Regions from separate parts of the Mus musculus genome. Here regions 1, 2, 3, 4, 5 and 7 are each linked to region 6. A link is a contact called in public HiChIP or PLAC-seq and promoter capture Hi-C data. All regions are on one chromosome and are shown on one strand. The core of a region is the stretch at or near the end of the contact, and the rest is flanking DNA. Distances in the headings are between cores, read along the strand shown. Region 1 holds the start of Dpp9 (dipeptidylpeptidase 9). Region 2 holds the start of Tnfaip8l1 (tumor necrosis factor, alpha-induced protein 8-like 1). Region 3 holds the start of Mydgf (myeloid derived growth factor). Region 4 holds the start of Ubxn6 (UBX domain protein 6). Region 5 holds the start of Sh3gl1 (SH3-domain GRB2-like 1). Region 6 holds the start of Mllt1 (myeloid/lymphoid or mixed-lineage leukemia; translocated to, 1). Region 7 holds the start of Zfp119b (zinc finger protein 119b).

Region 1 (2,860 bases), core at 238-2,737, 720 kb after region 6:
GTCTCCACCTCTGAGTGCTGGAGCTGACCCTTGACCCCAGAGGACCTCCTCCCTCCCTCCCCCATCACATAAGTTCATCTTCAAGTTCAAGCAGATGCTGGGGCTTAGGCTCAGTCCCAATCCCCAGCTTCTCATTAACCAGGCATGGTGGTGTACAGTCACCCCAGCACTGGGGAGGAAGAGGCAGGAGTTCAAGATAAATTTTAGCTACATGAGACTCTTCCCCAAAATGGGTGTGAAAAGAAAGGGGTCAGGAGAGAGAAGAGGATGGCTGGAACTGGGGAAGACCAGGAGAGCCGCCAGGCCCTCAGCCACGTCCTGTAATTGTGTAACAAATGGTGTCTCCAGGGAGGGTTCCTGGAAAGGGAACAGGGTTGCAACATCATGTTAAAAATGTAGCTCTCAGGATTTCCGGTCAAAAAGTTAACTAGCTAGGAAGCTAAGTGGGGACACTTCAACAACAATGGAGGATGCTCACTAAATGTCACTCACCAAACAATGGATGCCCTTCTGCAGGAACCCTGTTAGGATAACTTTTGGGGAGTGTGTCTTTATTTACAAAAGCTCTTTAGAGGCTTGAGAGAGGTGGCTCTGCGAGGAGGGGAGTCCATGTCCCAGCACTCATGTGGCCTTAACTCCAGTTACAAGAAATCCATTGTGGGTCTGGAGAGATGGCTCAGTGGTTAAGAGCACTGACTGCTCTTCTGAAGGTCCTGAGTTCAAATCCCAGCAACCACATGGTGGCTCACAACCACCTTTAATGAGATCTGACGCCCTCGAATCTGAAGACTGCTACAGTGTACTTAGGTGTACTTAGATATAATAATAAATTTAAAAAAATTAAAAGGAAAGAAACCCATTGTCCTCTTCTGTCACACTCGCGTGGCTCAGACACAATGCACAGATAAGAAGTAAAACATGAGCCGGGCGTGGTGGCGCACACCTTTAATGCAGAGGCAGGTGGCAGAGGCAGGCGGATTTCTGAGTTCGAGGCCAGCCTGGTCTACAGAGTGAGTTCCAGGACAGCCAGGGCTATACTGAGAAACCCCGTCTCGAAAAACAAAAAACAAAGTAAAACATGGTGTGGGCGAGATCTAGACAGAGCAGGCAGATCTTAGAGTTCAAAGCTAGCCTGATTAAGTGGAGAGTTTCCGAGCGCTGGGATGAGCGGCGTAAGCAATCTGGGACTAGAACCCGGGGCCACCTTTTGGAAGGCAGCTTTCCTAACCACTATTCTACCAATATCTCAGCTTTCTTAGATATTTTTAATAGGTCACTGCAGGGTCGAGCTGGCCAGCAGAACTGGAGCAGGGGTGTCCATCCCGCAGTCCTCTCCCAGACAGCAAGGGGCCACCAGCCTTGCCTTCAGCCCTAAGACGCTCCTGAGCATTGTCCCCTAGAGTTTCACGGACGTTGGTTCTGCCCTGACGTTACCCAATCAAAAGCCTCTGCTTCTGCAGCTCAACTTCCGGGTCAAAGGAGGCGCAGCTGGCGGGTCCCCCCGGTGTCCGCCGCCTTCGCTGTCCCCCCGCGCCCGCCACTTCCGGGCCCTCGTCTTGGGCATGGAGCGTCGCGTGTGAGGCGCCGCCGGCCCCGGGGACGCCCTGCTCAGCTTGTCCTCCGCGCCACGCTCGGGTGAGCAGCGTCCGGCCCCGGCTCGCCGCCTCCCGCCCCGGCCGGCGCCGTCCGCCCGCCTCGGCGCCGCGCGCCCTGTCCTCGTCGTCCCCGCCGCTCTGGTCGCCGCGCTTCGCCGGTTCCGGGCCGCGCCCAAGAGCTGCTGCCGCACCGCTGCGGAGACGCAGCCGCCAGCTTCATCGCAGAGCGCGGCTCAGCCCGGCGTCCGCGCAGCCTCCGCCAGCCTCCGCCAGCCTCGTCTCTGCCAAACCCTCCCTCCCGGCCTCATCCTTCCCAACCTGATCCCCTCAAGCCTCATCCTCTTCCATCTTGATCTTCTAAAGCCGGATCCCCGCAAGCCTGATTCCCCTCCCAGCTTGATCCCTCAAGCCTGATCCCCAAAACTTGATCCGTCCAACTTGTTCCCTCAAGGCCTGATAGTCCAGGTTGACCCTCCTCTCAAACCTGAAATCCTAAAGCTTCATACCCCAAAGCTTGAAACCCGCAGCATGAACCTCTCCAAATGACCCTACCAGCCTGACTCTTCCAAGACTGGTCACTCCCCAAGCCTGATCCTTCACTCAGCCCTTATCCTCTGCCTCAGTTTCCACATTGTCGCATGCCAAGCTTGATACCCTCCCAGACTAAAATCATATCCTCTGTCTCATCCCTTTCCTCCCCGGATTAGCTTGAACCCCCTCAGCTTCCAGCATTCATTCCCTGCATCTTGAGCCCCACCCTTAGGATCTCGGCCTTAGGCCCATCCATCCCCTCCCCATCCACGATTTTGCCCAGCCTTTGACCTCAGCGGCCTTTTTGCTGCCTGTTACCCAGGCTCCCTCGGGAGCCCCCAGGGCAATCACCAACCTGCTTTCGAAGAGTTGGGACTGGTGCCCAGGAGGTGTGGACCACAGTCGCCAGTTCCCTGCTGGGTCCCAGGGAGACCGCACACTGAGGGACACGTCTCTTCCAAGTACAACCCAGGGCATGTTGGCAGCCCCGAGGGGCTGGGAGGCTCAGTTAGAGTCGAACCAGGTAGATAGGGTTAGGCACAGGCGGAGACTCCCGCCCGCATGGAAAGTGAGTGAGAAGAAGCCACACACATCACCGGCCCCTCCATCTTCACCGGCCCCTTCATCCTCACTGGTTCCCCAGTTCACACCAACCACTCCATCCTTGCCAGCCCCTCATCTTCCGCCAACCCCTTCATCCTTGCCAGACCCCATTTTCACCAACCCCTTCATTC
Region 2 (3,159 bases), core at 430-2,929, 770 kb after region 6:
CCCTCATACGGAATCAGATTTTTGTGAGGTGAGTCCTAGCTTGCCTAGGGCTGAGAGAGTAAACTGAGGGACAAGTCTCTATGTCTCTTCATACCCTCAGGATCCACCACTCACCCATTACGGAACTAGCAGCCCTGGCCCAAGTCTGGCTCACCATGTGTGGGAAGGCCCAGGGCAGGTGTTCTGTGATGACTCTCTTTGTTCTGTTACATTGTACAGTCCCCATGGCCCCGCCCTCATCCCTCCCAGTCACCCACATCCTAGGTGCGGCCCAGATCATGAACTTATTATGTTTTAAAGTTGTCGCTGCCTGTGTTGATCTGCCAGGGTTGTAGAGGGCTCAGCACGCACAAAGGTCTCAAGTGCAAGGACATTCCATGTGGAGAAGAGGCGGCCACTTTGAGGTCCCAGGACAGAAAAACAGGAAGTTTGGCACTCAAAGCCTACATTCCTGTTCTCTCTCTCTCTCTCTCTCTCTCTCTCTCTCTCTCTCTCTCTCTCTCTCTCTCTTTCTCTGTTGGCTGTTGTTTGTTACAGGATCTCTATACATAGTTATGGCTAGCCTGGAACTCACTTTGTAGACCTGGCCTCAAACTTACAGGCATCCACCTGCCTCTATTCTAAGCACTGGGTAAATGGGTAAATGTCCTGGTATATGTTGTGTTTGGGCCGGAACCCAAGGCCTCTTGCTTACTAGGTGAGCACTCTACGCACTGGGCTACACCCTAGGGTCCCTTTTGTTTTAGAGACAGCCTCGGTGTGTAGCCCACCCTGGCTCAGCCTCTCTTTTGTCTGTTTAAGCACCCCCAAGAAGCCTCAGGGAGTCACGAAACAACTGTCCCAAGTCAGACAGGGAAACTGAGGCTTATAATTAAGTTACTTGTTCAAGTGAGTCAGGTTTGTCTGAGCTGTGTCCTAACCCCAAGGCAAGGTGTTCAGAGGCGTCACAGCCTGGAGCTCGGGAAGTGACCCAGAGGCCTGTTTCCAGTTTAGTGTTCCACCCTGTCCCTCTCCAGCCCCGCTGCTCACAAAGGTGACAAACCAGAATATGGTTCTGGAGACAGTGTCTCCATCTCTCTGGCCATCCGCAGCCCATATTCTGGACCCCAGTTTATCCTCCAAACCAACACTGAAAGAGCCAGGAGGCTGCAGACCTGGATCAGGTCACCTGCCAATTATGTGACAGCCACTGTCCCAGTTCCCAGATGGTAAAACTGAGTTCAAGCCCTCGGGCAATGGGAAGCTTGAAGTGCCAGTCCCAGTCAGGGTAACCCTGCACCAGCCAGAGCCACAGTGGGGTCCAGCTGGCTACCTCAGAGAATACCTAGACCATTCTGGAGTCAGGCTGCACACTTGTACAGAGCCAAGTCCATCAAGTGTCCTCTTGAGGACATGTGTTAGGACTATTACAGTAGCCCACAGCAACCTGCTCACAACACCCATGCTCCCACAGTCAGTAATAGGTATACAGAGGAAACTGAGGCGGGATATACAGAGGACGGTGTGGGGATAGGAGGGGACGGAAAGAACCCAGGATAGCCAATGCAGGACCCCATCGCTCACCTGCTCCTCGGGATGTGTCAAGCCTTCAGTTTTCTGTAGGTGCCTCTGTGGGGCCAGAGGCATTGGCCGCTGGATCTGAGCCCGGCCGCTGGCTAGGAGGCCACGCCCCCGAGAAAGGGCTCGCCCCCTCTAAACGCTCACTGGCTCAGCAAATGGTAGCGCACAGGCAGTGTACGAAGGAGCCAATGGCAGCAAGCCTCTGCCAGGAGGTGGGAGGCATGACGCGGGCGTGGGCGAGGGCGTGGTCTGCGGCCGGGAGATTCCTCCGGAATAGCGCCGGCGCTGGGTGCCCAGCGCAAGGGATGCCGTGGCGGGAAAGTGTTGGAAGGAAGAGGAAGGAGACTGAGACAGAGAAAAATGGGGTATACGTGCACCGCGCGACAGAGATCTGAGAGGCCAAAGCGAAGAGAGGCGCCTCCGCGAGACACCTGCATCCCTCTGAGCGGGTCTCAGTTTACCCACTAGGTAGTTAGAGTGTCACCTGGGACTCCCATGACAAATGCACCCCAACATTTGCCTTGCAACAATTTTGGGGTTCCTGAGTACTGCGGAGACTCTCTTTCAGTTGGTGTCTCTGGAGTAAGGGGGGAGGCACTGTGATGACCTCCCTGACAGAGGCCAGACAGGGCCAGCTACCTCCCAGGGGGCAGCTGTGAGACCTGGAAAATCAGTCTGGGAGTGATTCCCACACTCCCACCACCCCCAACCCATCCCCAACACCCCCACCTTACTCCAAACTCCACCCCAACTCAACCACGGGTCTGCACTTCCTGTGCCTGGATGGCCCTGTCACAGCAAGGACACTTGGAAAAGCCTCATCTGCCATCTTCCCTCTTCAGAAAGCCCCCTCAGGTGTTTGCTGACTGCATTCTAACCTTCCTTGCATGAGCCTTAACACACAAAACTAAATCCAGGCTTTTGAGAGATAGAAATTGAGACCCAGAGAAACCTTAAGTGACTTGCCTAGAGCAGCACAGACCCAAGTGGCTTTCCTGATTTCAGATTGTCTGTGCTCTGGGCCAGGAACTTACAAGTTCAGTAGCCATCCCAGCTCTGCCGGGTGCTGAACATGGCCTCTATCTGCTCTGTACCAGGAGCTCACCCTTGTGACAGCCACACAGGACCCTAGACAGAGCTCAGTATCAAAGACAGAGACCACAGCTCTAGGTTTTTCATACCCCAGTATGAGCCAGGGCAATTAGTGTGTTTTTGAGGTGTGTGGGGGGAAGCAGGTGTCACTGAAGCAGGTTTGGGGGCTTCTGATTTTTGAGCACTTAGAGTCTGAGGAACCCACAGATATCATAGGTGTGATAAAGTGGGGATCAAACCCAGCTGTGTGGGTTCAGGGCTAGAGCCTACCCCTCCCACTTGCCTAGAGTCCCGTGGTGAGAGGCTGGGTCGTGGACAGGGTGGAGCCTCTGCCTAGAATTCCCCAGTGAAGCCTTGAGTGGGCTCTTGTGAGGATGTGGACTGTCTTCCCTGGCTCTGCCAGTGTCTCCCTCACCAGGTCCTCACAGAGTCTAGCAGAGGTGCTCTGGTGCGCTTGATCCTCTAGATCAAGTGGGCAAGGGGGCATGGGCGGAGGTAGAATTATTT
Region 3 (2,832 bases), core at 294-2,793, 750 kb after region 6:
TTTTGCTGAAGCGACATCTCTGTGGGACTGCTGGGGGTGGGGTAGGCTGGGGAGGAGATGAGCCACTGTGGACAGCTCCTGTGAGGGCTGCAGGCTGAGATGTCACTGGTGCTGCCACTTTTGACAGCACTTGTGGGACACTTTACTGCAGCAGCCCATAGGCTGGGGTGGAAAGGAGGACCCCGCCACTACTCTGATGGCTTTTGTGGTGCACCGCTCAGGGACTACAGGAGGACTGGGATGGGGCAGGCTAAGGTGGCATCAGCAGCCATTTGAGAGGAAATGAGGTACTTGTAACTAGATAGAGGATCACTTAGCCGTAGAGTCTAATTTTAAGATACTTATTTTCTGTTGTGCAAGGCTGCTTGCCCCAATTCACATGTAGTGAGAACAGCTTTTAGGAGTCAGTTCTACCACCATCTAGTGACCAGGGCTGAAGTCATGGCTGCAAGCCCTTTACTCACTATTCCATCTCGCTGGCCAGTGGAAAGATGGGAAAATTATTCAGCAGCAGAGGGCTGGCCAGGCATGCTCTAGGTCCGGTAACAGCATAGCAACACCTGTGACCTATAGGAAGCTGCAAAACCGGAAGAATTCACTTTTAAAGTATTGCTATTATTATATTATTTTCATGTCTGTCTGTGTACCACATGCATACCTGGTACCTGCAGAGGCCAGAAGAAGACATCGGATCTCTTGGAAATGGAGTTAAAGTTGTAAAGCACCATGTGGGTGCTGGGCTTCAAATCTTGGTCCTCTATAGAACAGCCAGTGCTCTTAATTGCTGAGCCATCACCGCAGCCCTCACAATAAAATATTTTTGAAAAATATGCCGGGAAGTGGTGTCGCACACCTTTAATCCCAGCACTTGGGAGGCAGAGGGAGGTGGATTTCTGAGTTTGAGGCCAACCTAGTCTACAGAGTGAGTTCCAGGACAGCCAGGGCTACAGAGACCCCCCACCAAAAAAAACACAAAAAACAAACCTTAATACACACACACACACACACACACACACACACACACACACACACACACACACACATATATGTAAAATATGTTACAAAACAAAAAACAATCAACAGGTGGTGGTGGAGGCCTACGCCTTAATCTCAGCACTCAGGTGGCAGAGTCAGGCAGATCTCTGAGTTCCCGGCTAGCCTGGAGAGATTTCCAGGACCTTGTCTCGTCAAAACCAAAAAAATAGGACAAATAAAAGTGAAATAAACCATATTTATTAACAAATGGATAATCTAACAAAATTAAACACTGTCAACCCCCATGTTGTCCTGAAGTGAGTCCGGGAGCCCATTTAAGTGAGATATAAAAATATCCGGGGGGGAGGCAAAAGTTACCTGCAAACTCCAACCCAAACAAGCGCCAAGACGAAGTCGCCCTCCAGGCATCCGCGAGCGTCAATCAGAGGCGCTGTAGTGCATCACGTGCCAAGTCGAGTCCCGCCCCACCATGGCAGCCAAATCGGGCGGGGCGACGTTGTCACCGTTCGGCGCTGACGTGTCCCGCGCGTGTCACTCCACGTTCGCGAGCGCCTGCGCATTGCCCCGGAAGCAAGATGGCAGCCCCCAGCGGAGGCTTCTGGACTGCGGTGGTCCTGGCGGCCGCAGCGCTGAAATTGGCCGCCGCTGTGTCCGAGCCCACCACCGTGCCATTTGACGTGAGGCCCGGAGGGGTCGTGCATTCGTTCTCCCAGGACGTAGGACCCGGGGTACGTGCTAAGCCTCCTGCCCGGGAATCGATGCCTATGGACTTCCGATCAGGTGGTCCTGGAGACCGGGTGGAGTGGCAGAGGCAGGGTTACCTGAAGAAGGGACCTGGCTGCCTCGTCTGTCTTCTGTCAGTCACTCCCTACCTGCAAGGCGACTTCCCCTTGCCCATCTCATTGTAGAAAAGGGAATACTGGTTGATAAGAGCAGCGGATCTAGGGGACTGGCTATACAGGTCGCACGTGGGTTACTCACTGAACCCGGACTAGAGCGGGAGCACCCCCCAAGCCTTACACGAGTCCATCACCTCTCCTTTCAGCGAGCCAGCAGTCAGCCTAGCCTCTGCCCGCCCCAGCTTGGCTTCTGGGACAGCGGTGTCCCTAGTGACCATTTCTTGAGACCATTACTATAGTCCTGTGCTTTCTGGCAGGTTTGTGTTGTGGGCAGGAAGCAGTACAAGCTTGTATCTAACAGGAGCCCCGAGTACTGACCTCATAGGTGATGTTCTAGGGATGATTGCTGAAGGCCATTTGACCTTCCTAGGAAATCACAGTGATTTGAGCAAAGTTCTGAGCTCCTGAGAGGAGAGAGATCTGGTGGCCTCTGGAGGGTGTACTGAGGGATGGAACCTAGAGTCTCACATCGGCAGAGCCAGGGTTCTGCCCCGCCCTAGGCAGGGGCTCCACCCCTGAGCCACATCCCTAGCTCCTCATTAGGGGATTCTAGGTGGGACTCCACCCCTGAGTCACCCTCCCAACCCCTCACTGCTGGATTCTGGACAGGCTCAACCCTTGACCTTCTGGGCAGGGGCTGATGTATATCTCAGTCCTTTTTGATCTGTTTTACATCGGGACAGCACCTTGCTAAGTCACCCAGGCTAGCTTATGTCCCAGTTCCCAGTTCTGCGTCAGCCTCCTGGATACCAGAGATGATGTGCATACAGGACCATGCCCAGTATGCTAGGGTCTTGGTTCTGAGTATTGAGATCTTTGCTCTTCAGCCTCCTTTTATTTCTCCTTCTACAGAACAAGTTTACATGTACATTCACCTACGCTTCCCAAGGAGGGACCAACGAGGTAAGTTCCTCAGGGTGTCACACGACTGGTGTCA
Region 4 (2,775 bases), core at 243-2,742, 860 kb after region 6:
AATCCCAGCACTCGGGAGGCAGAGGCAGGTGGATTTCTGAGTTCGAGGCCAGCCTGGTCTACAAAATGAGTTCCAGGACAGCCAGGGCTATCCAGAGAAACCCTGTCTCTCAAAACAACAACAACAACAACAAAAAGGTTTGTTGGGGCTGGTGAGATGGCTCAACGGTTAAGAGCACTGACTGCTCTTCCAAAGGTCCTGAGTTCAAATCCCAGCAACCACATGGTGGCTCACAATCATCCCTAACAAAAATCTGATGCCCTCTTCTGGAGTGTCTGAAGACAGCTACAGTGTACATACATATAATAAATAAATAAATAAATAAATAAATAAATAAATAAATAAACAAATCTTAAAAAAAATTATTTGTATGTGAGTACACTGTTGCTCCCTTCAGACAAACCAGAAGAGGGCACTGCATCCCATTATAGATGATTGGGAGTCATCATGTGGTTGCTGGGAATTGAACTCAGGACCTCTAGAAGATCTTATCCGCTGAGCCATCTCTCCAGCCCACATCCTGGCTGCCTTCTTTAAGGTGCTCCACTCCTCTCTTCACTGTAGCTCTTGGAAACCTGTCTTCCACAGTTCTCATCAAATGCCTCCATTGCTCTCCTCCAGCCATGGGGCTTGTTTCCTTGAAATCACCAGGGTGTCCCATCCTTCAGCTTTGTGCATTTTTGGATCTAATGGTTGGCAAAACTAATAAAATTATTAACAGCCTGGGTAGCCCACAAAGCTGCTTTATCTCTGACAAATTTCACACCAACACAGACGAAAGCTTGCCCATAGGCACTTCAGTTACATGATCCAAAGACCACAATGCCATGCGCATTAGGGTAGAATTACATGCACACAGACAGGGGGTGCAGAAGAGCTCCTGGAATCTCAAGTTTGTGTCCAATGACCCACTTCCCCCCTTCTTTCTAATGAGTGACCATTAACAGTGAAGTATATGATTTTGGGGGTCTCTTGCACAGTCACAGTGATTCTGATCTAGATGATGGCTGTTTTTCACATGAACAGTAGTGTTCTAAAAAGCCTGAGTCCAGAGCATCCAACTTTTTGTTGTGTGTACACACCACACGAGATGGAAGTGTTGGAGGAGATTAAACTCAGCTTTGCACATGTTGAGCAAGCCCTGTACCAACTGCGGTCTCTGCTTTGACCTTGCCTGTACCAATCTCTCTGTCGGCTCCTTCTAGCTTGTCTCTCCCAGAGCAGATTTCAGGCTCATGCACAGTACATTCATACTCATTTTCTCTGTAGTATGGACTGGCCTTGAACTCCTGACATCCACCCTGGTTCCAGTAGCTCTGGGTACTCTTCTAGGCTGCTCGCTGTTTGGATGCTCTCTTTAAGCTCCCCTGGTGGCTGCTGCGGTCTTAAGGGAGGCGAGCCTGTCGCCCCGGCAACGGCGTCCGCAGACAGGAAGATGGCGCCCCGCCCGCGCGAGGTGCTGCAAGGCGATTGTCACGTGAACCAGGCGGGACTTCCGTCGCCGCGATATTTTCTTTCCGGTGGTTGGCCGCCTGCTCCTCATCCACCCGGGCCCTGCGCCCTCCGCCCTGCGGCCCAAGCCGCCGGGCCGCTGCCGCCATGAAGAAGTTCTTCCAGGAAATCAAGGCTGACATCAAGTTCAAGAGCGCGGGGCCCGGCCAGAAGCTTACGGATTCCGCAGGGTATGTGACGCTGGTTGGGCGACGGAGAGGGCGAGGGCCAGGGGGCAAAAAGGGCCGGCGGTTGGGTGTCAGGGTCTTTCTAGGCTATGCTTAGCAGGAGTAGATTGGTGGGTGGGGTGTGGAAGATTGTAAGGCAGGGGCGGAGCCTACAATGAGGGCGGGGCGTTGTAGCAGTGGTGGGCGGGGCAGAAGGGAGGGCAGTTGTGTGGTGTAGCACGGGTGGGCGGGGCGCTAAGGGTAGGCGTGGGCGGTCGTGGCCAGGGCGCGTTGGTCACTGCTTAGAGACTCTTGGTTCTGGGTGGTGAGAAGGGACGGGGCAATGCCCAGAATTTAGCTAAGAGAAGAGCCGCCTAAAGGTGTGGCCTTGGCGAAATGTGGGTAGGAAGGACCTAAGAGAAGGTGTGGGAAGAAGGTCTGTGAGAGATGTTAAGACTTCTTTGTAGGTTGTGTGGTAATCTGGGAGGGGTTGGGGAGTGAGAGAGGATTATAGAAGGATCTTGGAGGAGTGTGGAAACCAGAGAGGCCCAGACCCAGAATGTTGTTGAGTGGTTGGGGTGACAGGTGAAGATGGGATCTCTGTGGGGGCCTTGGCAACTCCGGGTCTTCCAGGAGTACTTTCCTGGAGTTCTTTCCGGAGAACTTTGTGTTCTGGAGAGGGAGGTAAGGCATGTTGGAGCTGCTCAGAAGGGGTGAAGTAGAGATTGGAGACAGCTACAGGCTACCAGGGAGTAGTCTGCAGGAAGTATATGTGGAGGAAAATGACAACCAGCGACTGGGGCTGAATGTGAGGAGAAGGAGGGGCCTGCAAGCCAGGGCTAGAAGGGAGGTAAACACACCAGGGTACAGCTACAAATAGTGGGGCAGTTTCAATGATGAGAGGAACATGGAGGTTCAAAGGATCCTCAGGCCAGAAGTTGGAGGGGATGGTCCAGTGTCCGTGATCTGTGTGTGATCTATAAAAGTAAATGTCACTTTTATTTCCTCAGATGAAGTGATGAGAGCTGCAACCATGCTCTGTGAACACAACACACTGCTTGGGCTGAGCTCAGAGCATTATCCATGTTCTAACAACTATCCCAGGAAGCTTCTAGCA
Region 5 (2,992 bases), core at 241-2,740, 900 kb after region 6:
GATGGCTCAGCGGGTAAGAGCACTGATTGCTCTTCCAAAGGTCATGAGTTCAAATCCCAGCAACCACATGGTAGCTCACAACCATCCTTAATAAGATCTGATGCCCTCTTCTGGTGTGTCTGAAGACAGCTACAGTGTACTTAGATATAATAATAAAATAAATCTAAAAAAAAAAAAACAATGTTTAATTGGGACTGGCTTACAGGTTCAGAGATTCAGTTCATTATCATCCAGGCGGGAACATAGCAATATCCAGGCAGACATGGTGAAGGTGGAGCTGAGAGTTCTACATCTTCATCTGAGGGCTGCTAGCAGAATACTGGCTTCCAGGCAGCTAGGATGAGGGTCTTAAAGCTCACACCCACAGTGACACACCTACTCCAGCAGGGGCACAACTTCTAATAGTGCCACTCCCTGGTCTGAGCATATACAAGCCATCACAGATATCATTCAATTAGAGTCCTCTTTCTGTCTTAATGATGAGAGGAAGCTCACTGCAGGGCTAATGCGCAAAAAAGCAATGATGTCCTATAGCTGGTACATGACAGGAATGAACCAATGGAACTCGAAATAGGAGATAGCTACAGTCTGAGCGAACTATTTTGAAAATATGTTTCTAGTGGGGCTCATTGGTGCACACCTGTGATTTAGCACTTGGGACGTGGAGGAGCTTGGACAGGAGTTCAAGGTCATCCTTGGTTATACAGTAAGTTTGAGGCTTAGCCTGGGTTATGCAATATCTGCTCTGAAATAAAGTTATGAAGAAGGAAATAAAGGACTCTCTTTTCTAGTTGTATCCTCAGCGATTTATTAGAAGGGAGACACTGAAGGAAGGACCCCAGAGAGAAGGCTGGTGGCGTGTTAGCATTTGGGCCTCTGCCGGGATTAAAGGCGTACATGCATCACCACTGGCATACCTCATATTAATTTTTAAGTTATGGGTATATATGTGACCCGGTGTACTTGAGAGCAGTTGAAGGAGGCCAGGAAAGGGCTGTGACCCGGAGCTGGAGTTACAGACAGCTAGCTATGAGCAAGCAGCCTGATGTGGATGCGAGGAACTGAACTCCCGATGTCAGCCAGGGCAGCAAGCACTTTTACCTGGAGAACCAACCGTTCCTCTAGCCCCTAAGATATTCCATTTTACCTCGCTTTGTCTTTATTACACTCTCGCTGGCAAATTCCGCTCCGCTTTCTCCACGCACAAATAAAATATTAATTAATTAAAACTGACTTTTGGCTTTATATCTACTCCTGGACTCTAGAGGGAGCTGCATCATGCGTACACGCGCACGTACACAGATTTCTGGCCTCTCTAGGCGCCCCCTCATCTCGTTGGTGTGGGAGGGTTTCCGCCGTTCCTCCCCCGGCAATGCTCTTTCTGTCCTCCAGGGGGCGCGCACGCGCAGAGAGGCGGAGCGCGCGCAGATGCCGTTGTAGGGTGGGGTGAGGCGATATGGGGGCGTCACCGGAAGTGTGCGGTTGCCATGTAATATCCCGGCCGCGCGTGCGCGCTAGCCGGCCGAGGTGGCTTCGGGGCGGGGGCGCAGAGCTGGCAAGCTGATTTGGCGGTGGCGGCGCCGACCTGCGCGCGGAGGAAAGAAGTCGGTTCGGCGGCGCCGGCGGAAACCGGAGTTCGAGCGGGAGGCCTGACGGCGGCAGGCGGCATGTCGGTGGCGGGGCTGAAGAAGCAGTTCTACAAGGCGAGCCAGGTGAGGCGAGGCCAGGCGATCTGGTCTCGGGCCTGCCTTTGGGGACCGCAGACGAGCCGAGCTGGCTTCCCTTGGGCTAGCGGGGAAGGGGAGACCGGGTCCCCGTGCTTTGAAGAGGGACACCGGGTGTGCGCGTCTAGGCGGCTTTCAGAAAGCTCTGGAGGGCCGGCGAAAGGGCTTCATTGAGAGGGGCTTGCCGCCAGGCTTTACAACGTAAGTTCGATTCCTGGGATCGCAGCATGGAAGGCAAGCCCCCCCCCCCCCAAAGTCTCCAGGCTATGCTTCCGAGACTCTCACCACATAGCCTCAGGCCACAGAAAATGTTTGTCTAGGTTGATATCCAAAAAAACCAAGTCCACACAGGGCTTAAAAAATAATCAGTGTCCCATTCTTCTTTTCCCTCTCCGGTGTCTGTAAGACGGATTGAAAAAAAAAAAACCTAAAAAACCAAAAACAAACATTCTCGCTCACTGGGTGTTATACATCATTAATCCCTGCACACTTGAGGCAGTCAGGTAAGCAGATCTCTGAGTTTGAGGCCAGCCAGGGTTACGTAACATAAGGAGACCCTGTCTCAAAAATGAAAGAAAAATCTCTTGGTAGACACTGTGGCAAGTTGAAAAGAGACAGTGAAAAGTAATTTTCCAGGCTTCTGCAGTTTACAAAATGTGTCAGGTTTGTGTCCCTATTTCTAAAACATATGTATGCTTCTTTGAAAGATACGTTTTTGTTGGCTGTACCATACTATAGATTCCTATAGGTACTTGGTGGTTTGGGTTTAGTGTTTAATCGATCCGATCATGACTCTGAACTGAAATTCTCCTTTCTGGTTGTGTTGACATTCAGGAGTTCTGTAGGGTGGGCATCCTGGCCTCCGTTGTATAAACATTGAGAACCCTACCCCAGGCAGGCAGGCGCTCCTTTCAGACATCCTATAGTGTAATGTCCCTCTGGAACTTTTGGGGGGTTTTTTGAGGCCAAGTTTTGCTCGTAGTCCAGGCTGGCCCAGAATTTTCCATCTTCCTGCCTCTCAGGCGCTGGGATGACAGGATACCTTTGTGTGTTGAAGGTTTTATATTTGCCTTGAACTCCTGGGCTCAAGTGAGCCTGTTCCCTCAGCTCTGTCAGGTTTCTGCTTGAGAAAACCCTTGTTGTCTCATCTCTGTCTCAGTCAGGCCAGAGTGGCCTCATAGTCATTATCCTCCCGCCTCTGCCTCCCGGTGCTGAGTTACAGATGTTTGTCACCAAACCTCAGTGGCCAGAAGTTCGTGACTGAGTTT
Region 6 (2,838 bases), core at 194-2,693:
GTGCTAAATTCTGTATCCCAAGGTCTAGTTGCCCCCAAGGAGGAGATCCTCACATACCCCAAGTGATGCTACGTATGTAACCTAGCCTCCCAAGTCAATTAGTCAATAAAAGGCTAAAGCCTGTGACTGGGCAATAGATAGAGGTAGGCAGGTTTTCAGTTACCTGGCTGGAGGTTGCAGGTAGAGAAAGGAGACTAAGAAAGACAGGGAAACTGGAGGAGGCCGCCACGAGAGGAGATGGACCATAAGCATGTGGCCAGGAAAAACAGCACGTCACAAGGGACACATGGGCAGGGATGTAAGTTAGAATAGCTCCAAACTAGTTCCAAACTAGAATAGCTGCACAACCTAGACTTACGGTTTGTAAATAAAATACCTGGATTGTGTGTGTGTCTTTTATTCAGGTTAGCAAAAATTTGTATTGCCTTTTATATCCAAGTTCTAGGATGATAGACATGTATCTCTGCACTTGGCTTATAGAGTCTTGAGGCTAGAACCCAGGGCTTCATCGTTCTAGCAGAGTGCTCTACCAATTATGCCCCAGCCTTGGCCTTCAAGTAAAAAAGTGAAAACAGAGCTGTGGGTGTAGTTCAATGGCGGGAGCCCTGAGTTCAATCCCCAGTTGTCAGTATCCACAGTCTACGGTTGACTACTGACTACCGTTCCTTTCCCTGCGTTGAATGAATGAGACCGCTGATCATTTAGAATGGCTCCGTTTCAGATGTGCACTGTAACAACCACAGAAAGAAGAACCACCTCCGACAAGTTTTTTTGTTTGTTTTTGTTTTTTAAAAGCTTACATTTTAAATGGTGCGTGTCTGTGTGCGAGCGCTAGCACCTGTGTGCAGTGCTTGAGAAGGCCAGAAGAGGTCACTGAAGTCACAGGCTGGTTTTTTACAGATGCACAACCCTAGCCTTTGCAAGGAGAAGTGGGCTGAACCCGCTGGCTTTACAGGATCCAGACCGGTAAACTAACCACCGGCGCTGTCACGCAGGAGCACCGAACATCGCCAGCGCTCCCTCCCTCCGCAGGGCTCGAACTTAAACTCTTAGGGCCTTTTTAGGGACGTCCCCTCTAGAGCCGCTCCCGGGGCGCAGTGCGCAGGCACCGCGCCACGGCCTGGCCCAACCCCTCCACGTGCGGCGCACACCTCGCGCCGCTCAGCAGAGCTCGCCTCGCGCCTCCTTCACTCCCTCCGCCCGCCCCCCTGCGGCGCCGGCTTTCTATTGGCTGACGGCTTCGTCGTTCTGACTGTCGCCCGGCGGGCCCCCACCAGCCCGGAAGTCCCGCCCCACGCGCGGGTCTCTGGCCTTCTGACAGGCTCGGAGGCTTGTCCATCGGCGAGGCCGGGCCCGAGTCGGCGGCTGGGGGCCCGCGGTCGCTGAGCCGCCCGGGCTGGCGGCGGTTTCCGGTTCAGCGCGGCTGGCGGGCGGGCGGGCGGCCCGGAACGGCGGCGGCGGCGGTGCGGCCCCCGACAGACAATGAGAGCGGCGGGGCGTTGCTGAGCGGCGGCAGCGAGAGCGACGCGGGCCCGGGGGCGGGGCGGGCGCCAGTCATGGACAATCAGGTAAGAAGCCTCCGCCCGGGACTGGCCTCCCGCTGCCCTGCGCGGCGTTGTGGCCGGCCCTGCGCGCACACCGCCCCGTGGGCACCGAGTTTGCGCGCGCCCACCCGGATGGGCCCTTCTCCAGCCACTGCGACCCCGGGGCGTCCTTCCCCCATCGCCATCTCGGGATGCCCCTCCTCCACTGTGACCCACGTACCCCTCCCCCATCGCGACCCCAGGTCTGGTGCAGAACCCTTTGGGATCTAACTCAGCACCCCAGTGCCACCCACTCCACACTGGGGAATTCTCTGCCAGCGTAGTGTATCCACACCGCCGCGGCATCTTGAGGGACTCAGCCTGGCTCAGAGCCCCGTGAGACACCCCTTAGAATCCCGGAGTACCCCCTGGGCATCATACAGGAGCTCAGGGCTTCAACACCTTAGGAACTCCATCTCATTCCAGAGTCCCCGGAGGCGCCCCTTAGGAATCCAGTTTACACACAGACTCCTGAAGTGTTTATCAGGATCCCAGGGATTTAGCGCCCTGGGCATCATCACAGCCTGGAACCCTTTGGGATTCCCCTTAGAGCCTTGGTACTACCTTAGCACCCTGGGGATCTCCCGCCTGGTCCACAGCTCTCCAGGAAGACTTTTGGAATCCTATAGCCACTCACAGCACCATGGGGATCCCGTCCTGGCCCCACATCCCCTGGGAAATCATTTAGAATCCCAGTAGAGAATGGAACCCATTGGGATTACAAAGCCACCCAGTCTAGCCGGGAACTCACGTCCCTTATGAATCCAAATCTAGCCAGACTCCCTTCAGAACTCCAGTACACCCCACAGCTCCTGGCATCCTTGTATGGCCCAGAATCTTTGGAAACATGTCTCAGAACTTAAGTGGGTCTTCCAGCCCCTGTGGTCCCTAGCATGAATCAGACTCTGTGGAGAGTCTACACAGAGTCCCCACAGACAGGGCTAGTAACTTTAGGATGCCCCCCCTACATATCCTCTTAGATGCTACACCACCCCAAATAGGGCCTGAGCCTCAATCTTTTTTTGGAAGATTCCTTCTTCCTGGGCCCATGACCCCAAATCTCCCCAAACTCCAGGGAATACCCCCCCCCCAACCAGGTGCTAGCTTCAGGTCTGTTTTGAATGCTCTCTGCCCAGCCACACCCTCTCTCCATCTAAGACACTCACTTCAGTTCACTTTTCCCAGCCTCTTGGGTAGCCTGCCTCCTCTACCTCTTCCCCTCATGTCACCCAGCTCTGTACCATGTGAGCTCCTC
Region 7 (2,950 bases), core at 302-2,801, 990 kb after region 6:
TTCTTTCTCAGCACTAGCTGTCCATGAATTGATTCTTGGGTTCCTATTTTCATATGTGTTTTTGTTTAGGTTGGAGGTGGGTCTTTGGGGAGCTAGGCCTATCCAAGGCTTTCTCAGATGCCCCGATGAAAGCACCAAGGGATCATTGCTTTTGTGACCTCTCCAAGAGCAGACTTGGGAAGGTCTGGTCTGGTGCTTGGGCAAGCATCTTGAAGGAGTCAAAGGAACCACGGTCTTCAGTTATCAGTCTCATGGGTATCAGTCTCATGGCCAGTGTGTGCTCACTATGAGGTATCTATCCTGTGTCCTTCTAGCCAACATTGCTAAATTATCTTTCTGCTGACTGTCTCATTCTCCACCTATAGTGTATCAGAGCTGTATATCATCTGAAAAAACTTGCTTAACATGAGCCATCATGTTATGCAAGACATAGTGACCCCAAACTTTCTATTTTTGTCTTCTCCTCCCAGGTTCTCACCCTGGTCACCTCCCCTTTGGGGGCCAGAATAGTTGGTGTTTGGGTTCATAGACCAAGCTGGTTTAAACTTTTTTTTTTTTTGTGAGACAGGATTGCTTTGTGTATCCCTCCCTGGCTGTCCTGGAACTACTCTTTATACTAGGCTTAAACTTTTGATGTCCTGACTCCATTTCCCAAGTGCTGGCATGATGAGCCAGTGCAACCACTAAAGGCTGGGAATGTGTGTTTTGGCTACCAGTGTTTAACTGAGAGAAGTGTGAGCAATTTAGATGAGTCTTTTTAAAAAATGGTTGATGCCCGGTGAATATCAACCAGGAGGTTTAAATTTGACCTGGATAGTCTGGGTGCCCTTTTGGCTGTGAGGCAGGTGGATCACTCCACTTGAGGTTGTTTAGTGATCTGTGTATGCTAGAGACCTTGTGCCTAGATTAAATAGCCTCCTGGGTGCAGCAGAGCAGGGACGACTGCAGTCCTGCTGTTAGGAAACATTATATAGTAAGGTGAAGTAGCTTTGGCAGATCGAGCCGAAGTGTGTCCTGAGAAATTACGCCATGCATCTGGTGTAAAAAAACTTTATTGGGGGTGGGGGTTGGGGGACTGAGGTCCTGGGGAAGGGACAGAGGCAGAGAAGTGGACATGACAGACAGAGAGAGAAAGAAGCGCACACGGGGAACAGAGAGACGGCCTGCTGAGTAGGGAGAGAGCTCCGGTGGCTTAGGTGGATACATTCATCCTGAAACAGACCGGGCGCGCCTGGTGGCATCAGCAAATGATGGCATCTGATGACAGAAGTCTCTGCTAGGTCCCCGAGAGTAGGTTTGTGGACCTGCCTGTACGCTAACAGGCGCAAGTTCTGTGGCGATATGTCCCTGTCTCTCCGCGTCTGGGACAGTTCTGTGCCTGAGCGGAGACCAGGACTGGGAACCACTGTGCTGTGACACTTCACAGCCCTCGGTGTCTAGGGGAGCTGTCACTCATTCCTCACTAGCCAATCACGGCCGCATGGATCCGCTAGCCAGAATGGGGAGAGCACTTCCGTTCCCTAATACTAAAGGTTCGGGCTCGGGTCTGAGGGAGGCTCTTGTGGTTCTGTGTCCTGGTCTGCCACCCGCTGCCGGGAGCTGTGAGGAGAGCGGGGCGAGCTCGGTCTCCACGCCATGGTGAGCGGGGCCGCCGTCCCCACGCGGGGAGGAGCCGCGGGAGACTGTGTTGGGTTCCTCCCGGGGTGCGGGAACCGGCGGTCAGACTCGCCGCCCGGCGTGATTGCGTTTGTTCACCTGAGGTCCCTGCACCTCCGGAGCGGAAGCGCGACGTCTGACTTCGATCCCGGGCTGCGCCTGCGCAGAGTGTGGGGCGCGGGTCCTGGAGTGAAAACATCCTTGTTGCTGACGTCACCATGCAGTGAGCGCCTCAGCTGCTTTTCCTGTGTCCAGGGAAGGCAGATATGCTGACATGGAGAACCCTAGTTTCTCCGGTGTCTTCTACAAGTTCTGCACTTGGCACTTGATGTTCAGGAGTAGGATCCGTCCGCAGTTAGCTCTGTGCAGATGCAAAGTGTTTGCCATCGACACAGACTTGTAGATGCCTTGACCGTCCAGTAACGTGTGTTAGTAAGGCCAGGCTCACTGGGTTTCCTGGTCTCTTTCATCAACATTTACTCTATTTTACTTGTGTATTTTTTTTTTTTTCTGTCTAAGTTTGTTCTCATGTTCTGTTGATCTCTATTCTTTCCCAGGAAGTACTGTGCAGGCAGGTTTTTCCGGTTCCCTGAGAGAACTGGGTGGGGAGGGAAACAAGGGATAATACAGAGAAAAGATACATACTTAGATCTGAGTTTGGTCAGGCAGTGGTGGCGCACGCCTTTAATCCCAGCACTTGGGAGGCAGAGGCAGGTGGATTTCTGAGTTCGAGGCCAGCCTGGTCTACAGAGTGAGGTCCAGGACAGCCAGGGCTACACAGAGAATCCCTGTCTTGAAAAAGCCAAAACCAAACCAAACAAAAGAACAACAACAAACAGAAAAAACATAACAAAAAACCCCTGAGTTTGCAGGCCTCCAATTGTTTAATCTCTACTTAGACAAGGTAAGGAAGGTTATATTAAGAAAACCTGTATCCCAGCCAAAGGAGTTGTCTCTTCCCTATTTGGAAGAAATATTTTCTATCTTTTGTCTATCTGTCTGCTTATTTTTTTTTCTTGCTGTTTATATTTTCTTTCTTTATTGCAGCTGTTTGAGGTTTTGATGTCAGGTTATCGCTGTGTTTAGTATATGTCCAGTTTTGTGTGTTGATTATTTTTTTCATTCTTGGTTACTTATTTTCATCAGTTTCCTTTGGTATCAAAAATGGTGACACTTTTTATTGGGCATTTGTTGAATTTATAGCTCAAATTCTGCATTGTGATATTTTAGCATACTAGCCAAGATGGCAGCATACTACACAGTTGCTTTCTACTCAAGGTTAGGTCATTTCCTG

Evidence for each region. Promoter capture Hi-C pulls out the DNA fragments that hold promoters and counts their contacts. HiChIP or PLAC-seq counts read pairs in DNA pulled down with a chosen protein or histone mark.
Region 1: a promoter capture Hi-C map of pre-B cells shows a contact between it and region 6, with 4 times the contacts expected there. The contact joins the promoter of Dpp9 here to the promoter of Mllt1 in region 6. A contact is called at or near these places in 3 of 39 promoter capture datasets (cranial neural crest, liver and pre-B cells) and 3 of 115 datasets of contacts at active chromatin or transcription factors (bone marrow-derived macrophages, large pre-B cells and pancreatic cancer cells).
Region 2: a promoter capture Hi-C map of pre-B cells shows a contact between it and region 6, with 4 times the contacts expected there. The contact joins the promoter of Tnfaip8l1 here to the promoter of Mllt1 in region 6. A contact is called at or near these places in 4 of 39 promoter capture datasets (cranial neural crest, hematopoietic stem and progenitor cells, liver and 1 more).
Region 3: a promoter capture Hi-C map of pre-B cells shows a contact between it and region 6, with 5 times the contacts expected there. The contact joins the promoter of Mydgf here to the promoter of Mllt1 in region 6. A contact is called at or near these places in 2 of 39 promoter capture datasets (liver and pre-B cells) and 1 of 115 datasets of contacts at active chromatin or transcription factors (memory CD8 T cells).
Region 4: a promoter capture Hi-C map of pre-B cells shows a contact between it and region 6, with 6 times the contacts expected there. The contact joins the promoter of Ubxn6 here to the promoter of Mllt1 in region 6. A contact is called at or near these places in 5 of 39 promoter capture datasets (the C10 cell line, cranial neural crest, hippocampal neurons and 2 more), 1 of 484 Hi-C or Micro-C datasets (muscle stem cells), 2 of 115 datasets of contacts at active chromatin or transcription factors (astrocytes and large pre-B cells) and 1 of 9 other capture datasets (liver).
Region 5: a promoter capture Hi-C map of pre-B cells shows a contact between it and region 6, with 4 times the contacts expected there. The contact joins the promoter of Sh3gl1 here to the promoter of Mllt1 in region 6. A contact is called at or near these places in 3 of 39 promoter capture datasets (cranial neural crest, liver and pre-B cells), 1 of 484 Hi-C or Micro-C datasets (liver), 2 of 115 datasets of contacts at active chromatin or transcription factors (astrocytes and pancreatic cancer cells) and 1 of 9 other capture datasets (liver).
Region 7: an H3K27ac HiChIP or PLAC-seq map of microglia shows a contact between it and region 6, with 4 times the contacts expected there. The contact joins the promoter of Zfp119b here to the promoter of Mllt1 in region 6. A contact is called at or near these places in 2 of 39 promoter capture datasets (embryonic stem cells and hippocampal neurons) and 1 of 115 datasets of contacts at active chromatin or transcription factors (microglia).

Annotation. Positions count from the first base shown.
Region 1 is chr17:56,217,516-56,220,375 of GRCm38.p6, reverse strand. It overlaps Dpp9 (dipeptidylpeptidase 9), which reads left to right and starts at 1,487. Exons shown (of 21, transcript NM_172624.3): 1 at 1,487-1,635.
Region 2 is chr17:56,161,011-56,164,169 of GRCm38.p6, reverse strand. Tnfaip8l1 (tumor necrosis factor, alpha-induced protein 8-like 1) reads right to left here and starts at 1,679. Exons shown (of 2, transcript NM_025566.3): 1 at 1,564-1,679.
Region 3 is chr17:56,182,631-56,185,462 of GRCm38.p6, reverse strand. Mydgf (myeloid derived growth factor) reads left to right here and starts at 1,543. Exons shown (of 6, transcript NM_080837.2): 1 at 1,543-1,724; 2 at 2,748-2,798. The coding sequence starts at 1,572. It also overlaps a transcript of Tnfaip8l1 not described here.
Region 4 is chr17:56,073,743-56,076,517 of GRCm38.p6, reverse strand. Ubxn6 (UBX domain protein 6) reads left to right here and starts at 1,492. Exons shown (of 11, transcript NM_001379361.1): 1 at 1,492-1,682. The coding sequence starts at 1,600.
Region 5 is chr17:56,035,135-56,038,126 of GRCm38.p6, reverse strand. Sh3gl1 (SH3-domain GRB2-like 1) reads left to right here and starts at 1,490. Exons shown (of 10, transcript NM_013664.3): 1 at 1,490-1,712. The coding sequence starts at 1,668.
Region 6 is chr17:56,933,993-56,936,830 of GRCm38.p6, reverse strand. Mllt1 (myeloid/lymphoid or mixed-lineage leukemia; translocated to, 1) reads left to right here and starts at 1,443. Exons shown (of 12, transcript NM_022328.2): 1 at 1,443-1,568. The coding sequence starts at 1,557.
Region 7 is chr17:55,943,860-55,946,809 of GRCm38.p6, reverse strand. Zfp119b (zinc finger protein 119b) reads left to right here and starts at 1,551. Exons shown (of 4, transcript NM_146249.4): 1 at 1,551-1,638. The coding sequence starts at 1,636.